Regions from separate parts of the Mus musculus genome. Here regions 1 and 2 are each linked to region 3. Evidence: chromatin contacts called from public Hi-C and HiChIP or PLAC-seq data. All regions are on one chromosome and are shown on one strand. Each heading gives the region's core, a stretch centred on a gene start, on an enhancer-like site or on the middle of the called end of the contact. The rest is flanking DNA. Distances are from core to core; before and after follow the strand shown. Region 1 overlaps Med12l (mediator complex subunit 12-like). Region 2 overlaps Med12l (mediator complex subunit 12-like). Region 3 overlaps Med12l (mediator complex subunit 12-like).

What was found. A called contact is a pair of places that touch in the nucleus more often than the background predicts. HiChIP or PLAC-seq counts read pairs in DNA pulled down with a chosen protein or histone mark.
Region 1: a Hi-C map of CD8 T cells shows a contact between it and region 3, with 1.6 times the contacts expected there. The contact joins two enhancer-like sites. A contact is called at or near these places in 2 of 15 datasets of contacts at CTCF or cohesin (the NIH/3T3 cell line and pro-B cells), 6 of 484 Hi-C or Micro-C datasets (the 3T3-L1 cell line, B cells, CD8 T cells and 3 more), 1 of 115 datasets of contacts at active chromatin or transcription factors (the NIH/3T3 cell line) and 1 of 9 other capture datasets (liver).
Region 2: a contact with region 3 is called in a BATF HiChIP or PLAC-seq map of CD8 T cells, with 68 read pairs. The contact joins two enhancer-like sites. A contact is called at or near these places in 2 of 39 promoter capture datasets (the SN4741 cell line and macrophages), 1 of 15 datasets of contacts at CTCF or cohesin (CD8 T cells), 3 of 484 Hi-C or Micro-C datasets (CD8 T cells, nephron progenitors and pancreatic cancer cells), 4 of 115 datasets of contacts at active chromatin or transcription factors (CD8 T cells, the NIH/3T3 cell line, effector CD8 T cells and 1 more) and 3 of 9 other capture datasets (adipose tissue, liver and pancreatic islet).

What each region holds. Positions count from the first base shown.
Region 1 is chr3:59,167,360-59,171,582 of GRCm38.p6, forward strand. All of the region lies in intron 15 of Med12l (mediator complex subunit 12-like), which reads left to right. Among named protein-coding and RNA genes, the nearest start is that of F630111L10Rik, 16 kb to the left of the region's middle. Within about 2 kb of position 2,107, at least 22 of the 459 cell types and tissues checked have an H3K27ac peak or open chromatin away from gene starts, as enhancers often do. A contact at or near this core is called in CD8 T cells, where this site is marked.
Region 2 is chr3:59,221,304-59,225,488 of GRCm38.p6, forward strand. The region is part of intron 15 of Med12l (mediator complex subunit 12-like); the gene reads left to right. All of the region lies in intron 2 of P2ry12 (purinergic receptor P2Y, G-protein coupled 12), which reads right to left. Among named protein-coding and RNA genes, the nearest start is that of P2ry13, 13 kb to the left of the region's middle. Within about 2 kb of position 1,473, at least 10 of the 459 cell types and tissues checked have an H3K27ac peak or open chromatin away from gene starts, as enhancers often do. A contact at or near this core is called in CD8 T cells, effector CD8 T cells and memory CD8 T cells, where this site is marked.
Region 3 is chr3:59,294,227-59,298,078 of GRCm38.p6, forward strand. It overlaps Med12l (mediator complex subunit 12-like), which reads left to right. Exons shown (of 44, transcript NM_177855.3): 39 at 1-89; 40 at 1,779-2,008; 41 at 3,564-3,720. Among named protein-coding and RNA genes, the nearest start is that of P2ry12, 33 kb to the left of the region's middle. Within about 2 kb of position 1,850, at least 70 of the 459 cell types and tissues checked have an H3K27ac peak or open chromatin away from gene starts, as enhancers often do. A contact at or near this core is called in CD8 T cells, effector CD8 T cells and memory CD8 T cells, where this site is marked.

The DNA.
Region 1 (4,223 bases), core at 857-3,356, 130 kb before region 3:
GGCCCCTTTCCTTGAGAAACCCATTATCAAAAAGGAAAAAAAAAGTTAAAATAAAGAGTATTTTTTGTTTGTTTATAATATCTTGATTTATGCTAAACAGTTTTAGTTCCCTGAGCATCTTCCCATTTCCTTTTGTGGAATTGTGACATTCAAGTTCACTCCTGTTTATTTTTTTCTCAAAGCTTCCAGCCCCACAGCCCACCCTGTTAATGACTCACCCAACAGTACATGCTCATAGTTGTACTGTTTCCAGGCAGCGGATCTGCCTTGTTAGTAATAAGACTGGTTATATATAAATATCCCTTGTGTATTTATACTACAAACAGAGGGCTTCTAACACATGGAATCTCAAAATATGTCTATTATTGTTTCCAGTCAGTTCTTATCTGGCCTGTCATCAACTGCTCATAACAACTTTCCTTTTTACATTCTGATTCTATAAATGTTCCATCTTGTTCCTTACTCAAAAGTCCAATTATTTGTGACTATTTGGGATGTGTGTGTGTATGTGTGTGAAAGCAGGGCTCAGCAGTGCTTGTGACCAAGCCCAAGCCCTCCTGAAAAGCTAAGCTTTGGTTCATTAATAAGATTTATCACCATCCCTGTTTGTTTTTTATGTGTGTGTGTGTGTGTGTGTGTGTGTGTGTGTGTGTGTGTGTTCACGTGGCTGGACATTTGGCTCATTGTATCCAAGTGTGAGCTCAGTGTTCAGTATCTTCTTCATTCAGCCTTCAATTTAATTTTTCAGACAGAATCTCCCAGTAAGTGTAGGAATCACTGATTGGCTAGACTAGCTGCCCAGGGAGGCCCAGGGATGCTCTTGGCACTGCTTCCCCTGAGGTGGGTCACCAGCGTGCACTGTTGGGCCTGCCATTTTATATGTGGGCTGGGATCTGAACTGAGCTGCTCCCACTTGCAGAGCAAGCACGTTACCAATTGAGCCACATCCCTAGCCTCTTAAGTATCATTCCTAATGCTATATAACTTATAAACCCTTTTTTCAAGTATGGAAACAGTTTCGATGTTACTGTCCTGTTGCTGCTGCATGTACTGTTTTGTACACTGGTTTTTATGAGTGTTCTGGATCTTAGTCTTTCTCTTAGCTTTTTGGTATTTCATAATATGTTTCATTGTCTCTGCCAGTGAACATTTATATAAGTATGCATGTTCCAGTGACGTAATTTTAACCACATAGTATCCATTTATTGAATCATGTAATGTTTTATAAAGTGTTCGTGTGTGTGTGTCTGTGTATGTATATGTGTGTAGGCATAACCACATCACCACATGTGTCTGGAGGTCAGGCAACTTTAACGAGTTGGTTCTCTTCTGCCACCTTGTGGGATTGGGGGATTGTGTTTAGGTGGGCGAGACTGAACATTACATACACACCCTTACTCTCTGAGCCATCTTACTGGCCCAAATTATGTACATTTTCTAAAAGTTCTTTTAAGAAAGACTTTGTTGGCGTGTGGCTTATGGTAGTGCATGCGTGTAGCTACTTGGTTTTGTATAGATAGGGGTGGGTCCACCAGGCATTGAGAAACACACGGGGTTAAGGATACAGAAGCTTAGGGACAAGGCCCAGTATAAACTCTGGTAGTCGCAGGAAGAGGGTTTGGACATTGACCCTAGTGTGTGCAGTGCTTGTGGAAAGGTAGTTGTTGTTTGTGGAGGCATGGAATTGAAAGAACGATGACTACTCTGTGGTATAGACATAGGGTCCTAAATGTCATGCTGTGTGTGGTCTTTGTGATTCCGTATGCTGAGGTATTTTAAGGATGTCTGCCAAAGTAATTTGAAAGGAGCTTCTAAAAAGTCTAACCTTGCTGTGACACATTGCATGCAGAGCATGGCTGTGCTTCCCGGTATGACACACAAAATCCTGCTGGAACCTGTTGGCTTGGAGTAATGAAGAATGAGGGCATTATTCAATCTCTGCCACACGATAGAAGTCTCATGTTGCCAAACTATACCTTCTGCTAAAGACGGATAGCCTTAGGGATTCACTGTCGTTTTGTCTCTTCATCTGAGCATGATGGAGGAGCAATTGTCTAATGTAGTGCTACCACCTTCTGGCAGGCTGAAAGAGATCAGTTTATAACATGGTTCCTGTGTGGGGCATTTGTGTGGTAATGCACAGCACACAGAGCCTCACTTGGATGTGGGTCCTGATGAAGCACAGTGCTACTTAAATGTCAGCCAGATGTCACTCCAGCAGGATCTTGGTGTTCCTGGAAGCCTTGATGTTAGCAAAGGTTCAAAGTTGAGAACCTTAATTGTTACAGACCAGAAACTCCTGCACATGTGTTTCATCTTTGTGTGTCCTTTTGGAAAAAGATGTCAAGAAATCAGAAGCAGGTGTTCTGTGTTTTAACTTAAGTTAGAAAGATCACGTTTCTCCTTATCTGCTTGGATCCCAAGAAGGAACTCAACTGTCATAATACTTGGAAGTGTTTGGATACATCTGGGGGGGGGGGAGAGGGGGGCTCTGTTTTGGAATCATTCTTAGCGACGGTGGGCAGTGACCGTTCTTGATGGCTTCTCTGATTTGATATCCTCAGTGTCCAGTACTACAGGAAGTACTTAAAAGACTGCTTAGTGAATATACTAGGAACCTATTATTGGAAGAGGGACTGGTCTATTGAGTGTTCTGTAACTGAGAGGAAACGCAGGCATAGAATTAGTCTGCAGACAGTGAGGGTCATGCCCTGGTGTTAGATCATCTCTTTGCTCCTTTCCTGTCTCTGCTCTTCAGAGCCTGCTCTGTAGGGATCTGAAGCCAGATATGCTTAGCAGTTCACACTGCTACAGACTGGGGAGGGCAAGGCGACCCTTGGTGTGATAGTTTATTTATTAGGACTCTCACTGCTAGTCTTTCTGGCCAGGGGATGGAACAAGTTTGGAAAGTAAGCTTTGAAAACTCAAGGAGAGTCCCCAGCTGGGATGAAACTGAAGAAATTCCATAGGGGATAAACTCAGAGTTGTCCAGGAAAATAAAGGCTGCTTATCATGCTGGGGTGATGTGTGGGAGGAGCAGGGCTCAGCAAGTTTGTGGTGTGGAGACTTGCCTGAGGGTTAACTGCAAGTTAGAGGAAGTGCTTCAGTGATCCCAAGCCAGGGTGTGTGCTTTCTTAAACTGTTTAGGAGCCATTTTCTTTCTCCTCAGCAAACTGATATGGGCAGAGTACATAATTCTAGATTCTGTGTGTGGGTTTCTGCAATTAATACTGTACAGGTTACTCATCTCTCTAGTTACCTTCTTTGTAGTTTGGGGTACTTTTTGTCATTTGAGATGGTTCCATAGAGTCTAGGCTGGCCTCCAACTTCCTGGGTAGTCAAGGGTGACCTTGAACTCACCTTGCTTCTTCCACCTCTCCTAAATTGGAATTGCAAACATGTGACACCAAAACTGGCAAGTTGCTTTGTCTGGACTAGTTAGTTTAATTCGTGGGAAAAAGAAGCTCAAATTTCTTTGTTGGAATGGGCCATTAAAGAAACATCCTTGTTTCTGCTTTTGTTTGTGTCTCGGGGATGGTGAAACAGTGTTATCCAGTGAACAGTTGTGTTTCCCCAACATCTGTCATTCGGGTTGCTTCACTAATGTGTTGTCATTGAGGAATCTATATGCCCCTTCATCTGGGACTTTCCAATGATTAGATCTGTAAGCACCACTTTCGTTTATACATTATCCAGCTTAAGGTCATTAGTTTATAGCAAGAAAAAGCTGAGTGATTTGGATAAGAATATATGGTCATAATGTATGATCTATCAGAAGGCATGCCTTTCAGTTGAGAATGAAAATTTAGAGTCTATATGCCATGTGACATCATAGGAGAATATGTTCAGAACCCATCTAGGACATAAAGGGAATCACAGACTGTCTTAGTCAGGGCACAAATATCATGACCAAGAAGCAAGTTGGGAGAAAAGAGTTTATTCAGCTTACATTTCCACATTGCTGTTCATCACTAAAGGAAGTCAGGACTGAAACTCAAGCAGATCAGGAAGCAGGGGGTGATGCAGAGGCCATGGAGGGATGTTACTTAATGAGTTGCTTCTCCTAGCTTGCTCAGCTTGCTTTCTTATAGAACCCAAGACTACCAGCCCAGAGATGGTCCCACCCATAAGGGGCCCTCCCCCATTGATCACCAATTGAGAAAATGACTTATAGCTTGATCTCATGGAGGCATTTCCTCAAGGGAGGCTCCTTTCTCTGTGAT
Region 2 (4,185 bases), core at 223-2,722, 73 kb before region 3:
GAGTGCTGACCACTTGATTAAATGGACATTGGACTTTTATTGTCACTAAAATTTGAGGGCAAGCTATTGATCTCATTCACTTTAGCAACATTCAAATACATAGTAGGTGCAATATTTTTTACCTAGAAAGAAGTATTGGTTTGATTTTAAACTTTTCAGAAAGTTTATATGGGCTGCTTTACCTTTGTACATAAACAGTCAATTAAACTTGTCTTATTTGTTGGTTTGGATATTTGAGATACTTTTTAAAAAATAATTTACTTTTATTTCATGTGCATTGGTGTTTTTCCTGCATGGATATTTGTGTGAAGGTGTCAGATACTCTGCAACTGGAGTTATAGTTATTTGTGAGTTGCCATGTGGGTACTGGGGAATGAACCCAGGTCCTCTGGAAGAGCAGCCAATTTTCCTGACCGCTGAGCCATCTCTCCAGCCCCTGAAATATTTTTTAAAGGAGCTTTATGCTTCAAAACGATAATTGGCAACATTTCATTTCTTATGCTGCCATGAAATAACCCACATTTATCATATTAGCTAGTACTCATTTTATCTTCAGTTTTTCCCATCAGAATGAAGGGAACTTAGTAGAATAGCCAGGTTAATTGGAGGCCCTACTCAAACCTACAAAGTCTGCTCTGGAGCCACCCTTGTCTCTGAGTCCATCCTCATGCCATCTCTGTAGTCTCTTTCCCCTTCAGGGCCCAGGACTGAGGGATGAATGGCTCGTGAAGTGGCTGCACTCTGTTTTGATCAAATAACCACTATAACTGCCTTTATAACAAATTCTAAACTCTGGGATATTTATAGTATTTCTGAGATCTCGGTTGAAACCAGTCTTCTGAAGGGGAATTACAGGTTTCTTCAGTGAATTAGTCTCCCACATTAAAAGAAAATCAATTCAAGATTTCTAAGTCTTTCTTTACTGAGAATATGTGTGTGTGTGTGTGTGTGTGTGTGTGTGTGTGTGTGTGTGTATGTATATGTATATTTATATATATTTCAAATCCCTAAAACATTCTCAGCAGGCATTTGAAGAATAAAACAAACTTAGACCTAAGCTAGCTTCATCTTTCCTGAGAATTGAAGTGACAACCACAAACACCTCTTTCTGAACTTATCACATTTTCTCCTTGTAGACAATTGCCAATTTCCCCTTTGACCACCATGAAAGCAACTGAAAGCTTTAGATAGAAAGTGACTCATCCTAAAACTCCATTATCATATAGCATAATTAGTCGGACACACCATCTTCCCCCATCAGTAAACAGCATCATCACATACGGTTTATAACTGTATTATAGGGAAATGAAATTTAATTTGATCATTTCTAACCAAGATAATTTGGAAAATTGAGGAGAATTTTTATTTTAAATGGTTAATTATTTGACAAATCCCTTGAAGATAAGCAATACTTCCTGTTCATCTGAAATCTATTCAACTCATACATGGCATATGACTTACTTATGCTTACAACTTACAGCTCATACATAACTCATAGCTTACTTACTCTAAGCCAAAGAGGCCATGCCTTGAAGTGCATGTGGTCCTTGAAAATCTAGGTTTCAGAGGGAGAATGAAGAGCTAATTGGACATTTGATTATCAGTTGGGATCTTGCAATTGTCATGACTTTTATTTTTATATCAATGATTTTTTTTATTGAGGACATATATTAGTGTTGCTTAGCTTTATTGATCATAGTAATTTAGGTTATATAAACAATAGCTTTCAAAAATAAGTCATCTTGGGCATTGGGAATATTTAGAAAGAGCCAACATTGTCTTTGCTGGAAAGAATAGAAATAGTGTATCACAGACTCTGCTACTGGAGAACAGGTATTTCCTTCAAAAATATGTTATCTGCTTTCTTGATTTATGAGAAAGGGCACTACCATTTAGGAACAGTTACCAATAAAAAGAAGCTGACAGTTACATTGTCCTATGGTACAGCCATTATCCTTCTGTGTACTCATTCACTCTTCCAGCACAAGGCTAACTACGAATAAAACATTTGAGTTATTTCTTGAACAAATTAGTGTGGTTATAGTGAGATTCAGCCGAAAGAGGTCATGTTCAATGGCAAGTTTTTAATAATTTGTTTTAATAATTTATATTTGAAGATGTAGATGTTTGCTTTTTTGTTCATTCATGAATATAATGTATACATTACTCATGTAGTACAGGGAATTGAACCCAGATCTTCTCAGATGCTTGACAGATGCTCTAATGCTGTGCTTTACTCTCTGTCCCTAATTCTTTGTTCGTATTTACTGTGGTTCATGGTGGGCTCCCACTTGAATATTCAGAAATACAATCTTAAGATGCGACTTCTACGTAGTGTGTTATGAGGATAATTGCAATAACTCATCTGTCCTAAGTGTCCCAGAGAAAGGAACAGACTCAGAATATTTTTCAAAGACTTATCCATAACCACTAATTCTAATATTCTTTGCTCATAGAATCTCTTTATAAATAAAAATATATATAGAAAGTAGGACCAGGGGAAGCAGAACACATCTTTCTGTTGGTCTCAACCCTATTATCACACAATGTGAGACACACACACACACACACACACACACCACAAATATGTATATTTTGGCAGTTATTATCGACATTTATTTTAAAGAAATCAAGGTGACTTAGAGAAGACCTTAATTTGGCCAGCTCTATTATTTCCTCCTAAGGATGTCTACCCGAGAAGACTCTGTCAGACTTTCTATGGTGGGTGAGAGTGCTGTGATTCTCAAGGTTCAGCCTTCTAGCTTCATAGCCAGATAGGTCCCTGTGAGCATGATGTAATGCCTAGAGAATGAAGTCATTGATCTGGAGGATGTTCTTATCAAAGCTCAGTTAACAGAGACATGGTAAACTCTCAGCATTTACCTTAAAAATAAAGACTTGGACTTCTGTAGAAGGTTCGGTTGGTCCTTTTATGCCCAGTGAATATACTCTTCAGGAAACAGATACTAGGATAATTTTTGGTTCTGGTCTCAGATCATTAATGTTACTCAAAGAATGCAGTATGGGGATGCTAAGATGAAATAGTAGAAATCCACTGCCACATTTGCAAGTATTTAATATATAATTGTAAGTTGAGCTGCTTATCTGATCAATTCAGTTTGAGGTTTTGTACACTTTTCTATTTGTACAAAAAAATAGACATAAATGAATCATTTAGCCTGCTGGGAACTTCAAAATGTCTCTCCCTTGCTGGTGGAAAGCCAGTAATCGTTACTACTATTTTCCTGATATTAAGTCAGTATGGTCTTCTCCCTGGCAAATCCCTCCCTTTTCATTGCATGCTGATCTGGAGTGGCTCAATTTCATCTCTCTCCATCAGGGCTGTGCTTCCTGGCTCAGTTGCCCAAGGACATCAGTAGGCTAATTAGAATTTGAAGTTTCTCACTTCTTCATCTCCATACTTCTATTTTCCTTAGTTTGTTCTCCCCCATTCCCTGTGGTTGGGTAAAGCAGTGTCCTTGTCTCTCCTGTTAATCGAAACAATACTCCATTGTGTCCCAGCTCTTACCAGTAATCTGCTCTGCAAACGTGATGTCCTCTATGGAGACTTCTTTATCTGTGTCATATCTTTGAAACTGGATTTCCTGCTTATTACCCAAGTCAAGGTTCTCTTTTCCCTTCATTTGTACTTCATGCCCAGCTTCTAGTAAACTCTCTGCCACCCCCTGTTCCTTACTCCTGTCATAGTAGCCGTTACTTCACCCCATCACTTCCTGTTGTGCTATCTTCACAACTAGTCTGGAGAAACTCCTCTTTTGAGACATTCAGGTGTTTTTATGAAAACAAACAAATCAAAAGAAAAACCACAAACTACAAAACCCAAAGACATCCCATCTAAACTGACTCCTTACCTCTATTACCTATTGGATCATTGGTTGATGGTTCCTATTACTGTGTCTCCCTGCCTAATTTCTAGGCTTTGTATGGTTAGAGCATCCTAGTAAATGAAGAAGCACGCATAAGCATCATTTAATGGCTTGCTTGTATTCCCCACTACCTTAGCTACCTACCTACTGTTCTTGTAGGATGTGGATGGTTTGCACTTCCCTCAGAACTCAGTGTTCCCTTACTGCCTCACTTCTGACCTGCATTGGTTCTACATCACACTAAATACATATTAACTATACATTTTCCTTTTTAAAAAAAAAAAACTAAACATTTTCA
Region 3 (3,852 bases), core at 600-3,099:
GCCAGCCAGGGGACCAGGCTGCTCTCTTTACTGCACAAGCACGGCCCTCCCCTCAGCTCCCTCAGTATCCAGGGCTGCAACAAGCACAGGTACCCACACTGCTTTGAAGCAAAGGATTCCTTGATGTTTAATGCTATTTCTTTGGAGTAGGAGATCAAGGAAACTGCTTCTCAACTAGATAGAGAACTTAGTTATTTCTGCTCCCATGATTTCAGAACAGTAGTTGTTGAGTCAGTCCCAGGATTGATCAGGAAACTCTTAGATTAGAAATGGAAATTAATTCAGGCTTCTCCTCTGCCGCTGATAATGTGTTGAAGCACTTGATCTAAGGTGGTGGCGAGCACCTGTAACATCCACCCAAGAGGCAGAGGCAGGAGCATTAAGGCCATCTAAGGTTAGATAGTTGAGACTGCATCTCAAAATCAATCAATCAATCAATCAATCAATCAATCAATTTATTAAATTGTTTAGTAATCTCAGTTATTTATGATACAGTGTTTAATGATATAATTTGTTATAGAAATTTTCATATTCAAGGATAACTTCCATGAGGGATCATGGTAGAAGAACAGGACAATAGGCCTTTGAGTCAGGTTGCAGTACAGGTGTTGTTGACTCTGTAGCTGTGTGACATGCATGGTATTCTGAGGTCTAGCTTCCTTTTCTGTAAGATCAAGAGGAAAGATGTGGGATTCAAGGCAACCTATGGAATTAGCGTACTGTCACATACACAGTAAATGCTCAACAAAGGGTGTGCTTATCTTTAAAAAATGTAGATCTTTGTCAGGCACTAGTGTTGCATAGAATTAATGCCAGCACTTGGGAGGCAGAGGCAGGTGGATCTCTATGAGTTCAAGACCAGCCTGGTCTACAGAACGAGTTCCAGGATATCCAAGGCTACATAGAGATACCCTGTTTGAAATAAAATAAAATAAATAGCCCTTTATTCCCCCTTTGTCCAAACTGTTTAGTAGTTTTATTATTTCTGCATCCTTACACCCTTACTTCTTTCTTTTATATAAAAAGACCCGATACTTTGATAAGATTTGTGTTGGGGCTGGCTATTCATTCCATGTATATGGCCGAAAGGAGTGCCCTGTTTGTCTTACGTAAGTCCCGAGTCTGGGTTCCTGTAGGCCACTTCTGCCATTTAGTGTGTATCACTCTTGTCTCCAGAGTCAGAGTTCTTACACTGCTTTAATATGTGGTGTTTTGGGGATCCAGAGAACAGGCAGCATTTTGTTCAGAGAATTGTTATCTTGTGATCCAGAAAACTCCATGTTTGTCTTTTACATAAGGCATCAAGGTTTAGAGAAATAGGTTCTTGTACGAATGGGAAAGTATACCCCGTCAGTTGATGTTCACTGGGCACGGCCCCTCCCTTGCTTGTCCCACTTTGGAGATGATTCTGATATTGTTTCGATTTTGTTGAATCTAGGCATGGAGTGTGTGGATACTTCGCTGATTATTTCTATGCAGAATGCTGCCCTTCCTAGCCCATGAAATAGACAGCTCAACTTAGAAAGCAAATGAATATCCAATTATTTTGAACTAGAGACTTCTGTGGATTCATTATCCAGCCAGTCTATTCTCTAAGTGTCTGGTTAGACTTCTCGCCTGCAAGAGTAGCCATCCTCATATGTTGAGTCATCCCAGCCTTGTGAGAGCAGTGAGTTTCAGGTTGGACCTCCTGGGCTTATTTTTGCCCCGTGTTTCTTAGTGATGGGAATATGGGTGCTAACTGGAGCACTGACATTTTCCTTTGTGCCTTCCTGCAGACCATGCCCCAGGGCTACACAATGTATGGAACACAGATGCCTTTGCAACAGGCAGCTCAGCAGCAGCCTGGTGGCGTGGTCCTTTCCCCCAGCTACAACTCCAGGGCCTATCCGGCTGCACATTCCAGCCCAGCGCTGATGGAAAGACTCCGGCAGCTTCAGCAGCAGCCAAGTGGCTACGTGCAGCAGCAGGCCTCCCCGTACCTGCAGCCCGTAGCTGGCTCTCAGAGGTGATACCTGTTGAAGTAATTGCGATAGTAAAACCCTCTCGGCCTTGGGATTGTTAAGCTCGCTCCTTCCAAGCGTTTGATACCGTAATGGTTTTTGAGCTCCTCTACTTGAGTCCTGACATCTCATTTTTTTTTTAACCAGCGTGCAGTAGAGGTTCCAAATTCTTTCATTGAAGAATGCTGTGGTTTTGACTCACTTCTTCCATGTGTGCTATGTAAAGTTTTTCAGATGTTACCCATGTGTTTTCTTTTCTGCTTTTTTCCTCCCCAAAAGGATTTTTTTTTTTTATTAAAAGTATCTGAGAAAACTATCGATCATGGTTAGCAGCGCCTTACTAGGATTTGTTGATCAAGCCAGTTTCTGTTGTAGAGCTAATTGTACATGGTGCTTTGCAAAGTTTTGTTATGACTTAGTTTTTATTTTTCCCACCTCAGAGATGACTCATGGCCGACTCTTCTGGTTCTTGTTTTAATCACACCCCTTCCTCCTAGGGTGTGTCAGTACTGCTTATTGTCGTAGTCGCTATCCATACATGGCTAAATTTAAATGAATTAAATCTGATTTAACATTTATTTCTGCAGACACATTAGTCACCTTTTAAGTGCACTTTAGCCAGCTCTGGCCAGCATGGCTAGATTTGAGGTTCATGTGACATATGCAGTGACGTGAAGACCTGGCAGGATGCTCAGCTATCTTGTGAAATTCTGTAGCTTTGACCAAGGAGCCTTGCAGTTTTGTTTATTTCTAAACCCTGATAACTAACTAGTCCTAGTGGCTAGAGGCCATTTCATTGGATGGCACAGATAGGAATCATTATTGCTTATCAAAATATACAATCTCATTAGATAATATAGTCCAGAAGAATTAGGTTTGTAATCATATAGACTACATTGTACAGTGGATAGCAGCTTAGCTCCCATGCGTTACCATCAATGACCAGCTACATGTCTGCTGAGGATAATAACTCTCTGAAAGTTAGGGAGGTCGGTGGGATTTGTGGGAAATAATTTGTAAAACATGCATTTTGCTCACCATGTTTTATAAGTAGTAGCAGAGCAGAGCTCAGTAACTTGAGCTTAAGTGCTAAAAAAAAAAAATCTGGGTTCAAATCCCACCTGTGTCATTTTTTTTTTCTGGATGACCTTAGTTATTTCTCTATGTCCACTGCTTCATTTTTAAAGTTAGAGAATAAAACTGCTAACTCACAGTGATACTCGAGAAGTAATGAAATACGACTGTTCAGCCATTCTACTCCCAGTCTTCCAGAAGTAAATATTAAATTATTTTCACTTACTGCTAACAGCGAATTTGATTTTTTTTTTTAAAGTAATTTCTATATGATTGCTACTTGGCTCAAAGTAGTATGTTTACCATCTTTTTTTCTCGTTGGGTCACATTTGTTATCTGACCCTCTGGCCTTTTCCCGTTTTAATTGTACACATGATTATTGAACACGGATTGTTTCTTGGTGGATGTGTGTAAAATGCTGGAGGCGCTGACTGACTTTCGTGGTACGCCTGGTTCCTGAACACAAGTTGCATTATTCTTTGCCAGACTGAACCACCAGGCTCTACAGCAGAGCCCTCTGGTGGGCGGGGGAATTGACGCTGTGCTGACTCCCGCACATCCCAACCTCCCCTCGGTGCCCCTGCCTCAGGACCCAATGAGGCCCAGACAGCAGCAAGTTCGACAGCAGCAGAGACTCCTCCAGGTATGGGGTAGGGAGGTGAGGGCGATGCCATCCCTTCCGGTAGTGCAGATGCATTTCGAGTGAAGCGTTAACTTCCAAAGCGCCCTATGTATTTCACACTAAGCGGCTTGGCGAGTACACTGTAGTTCTCCA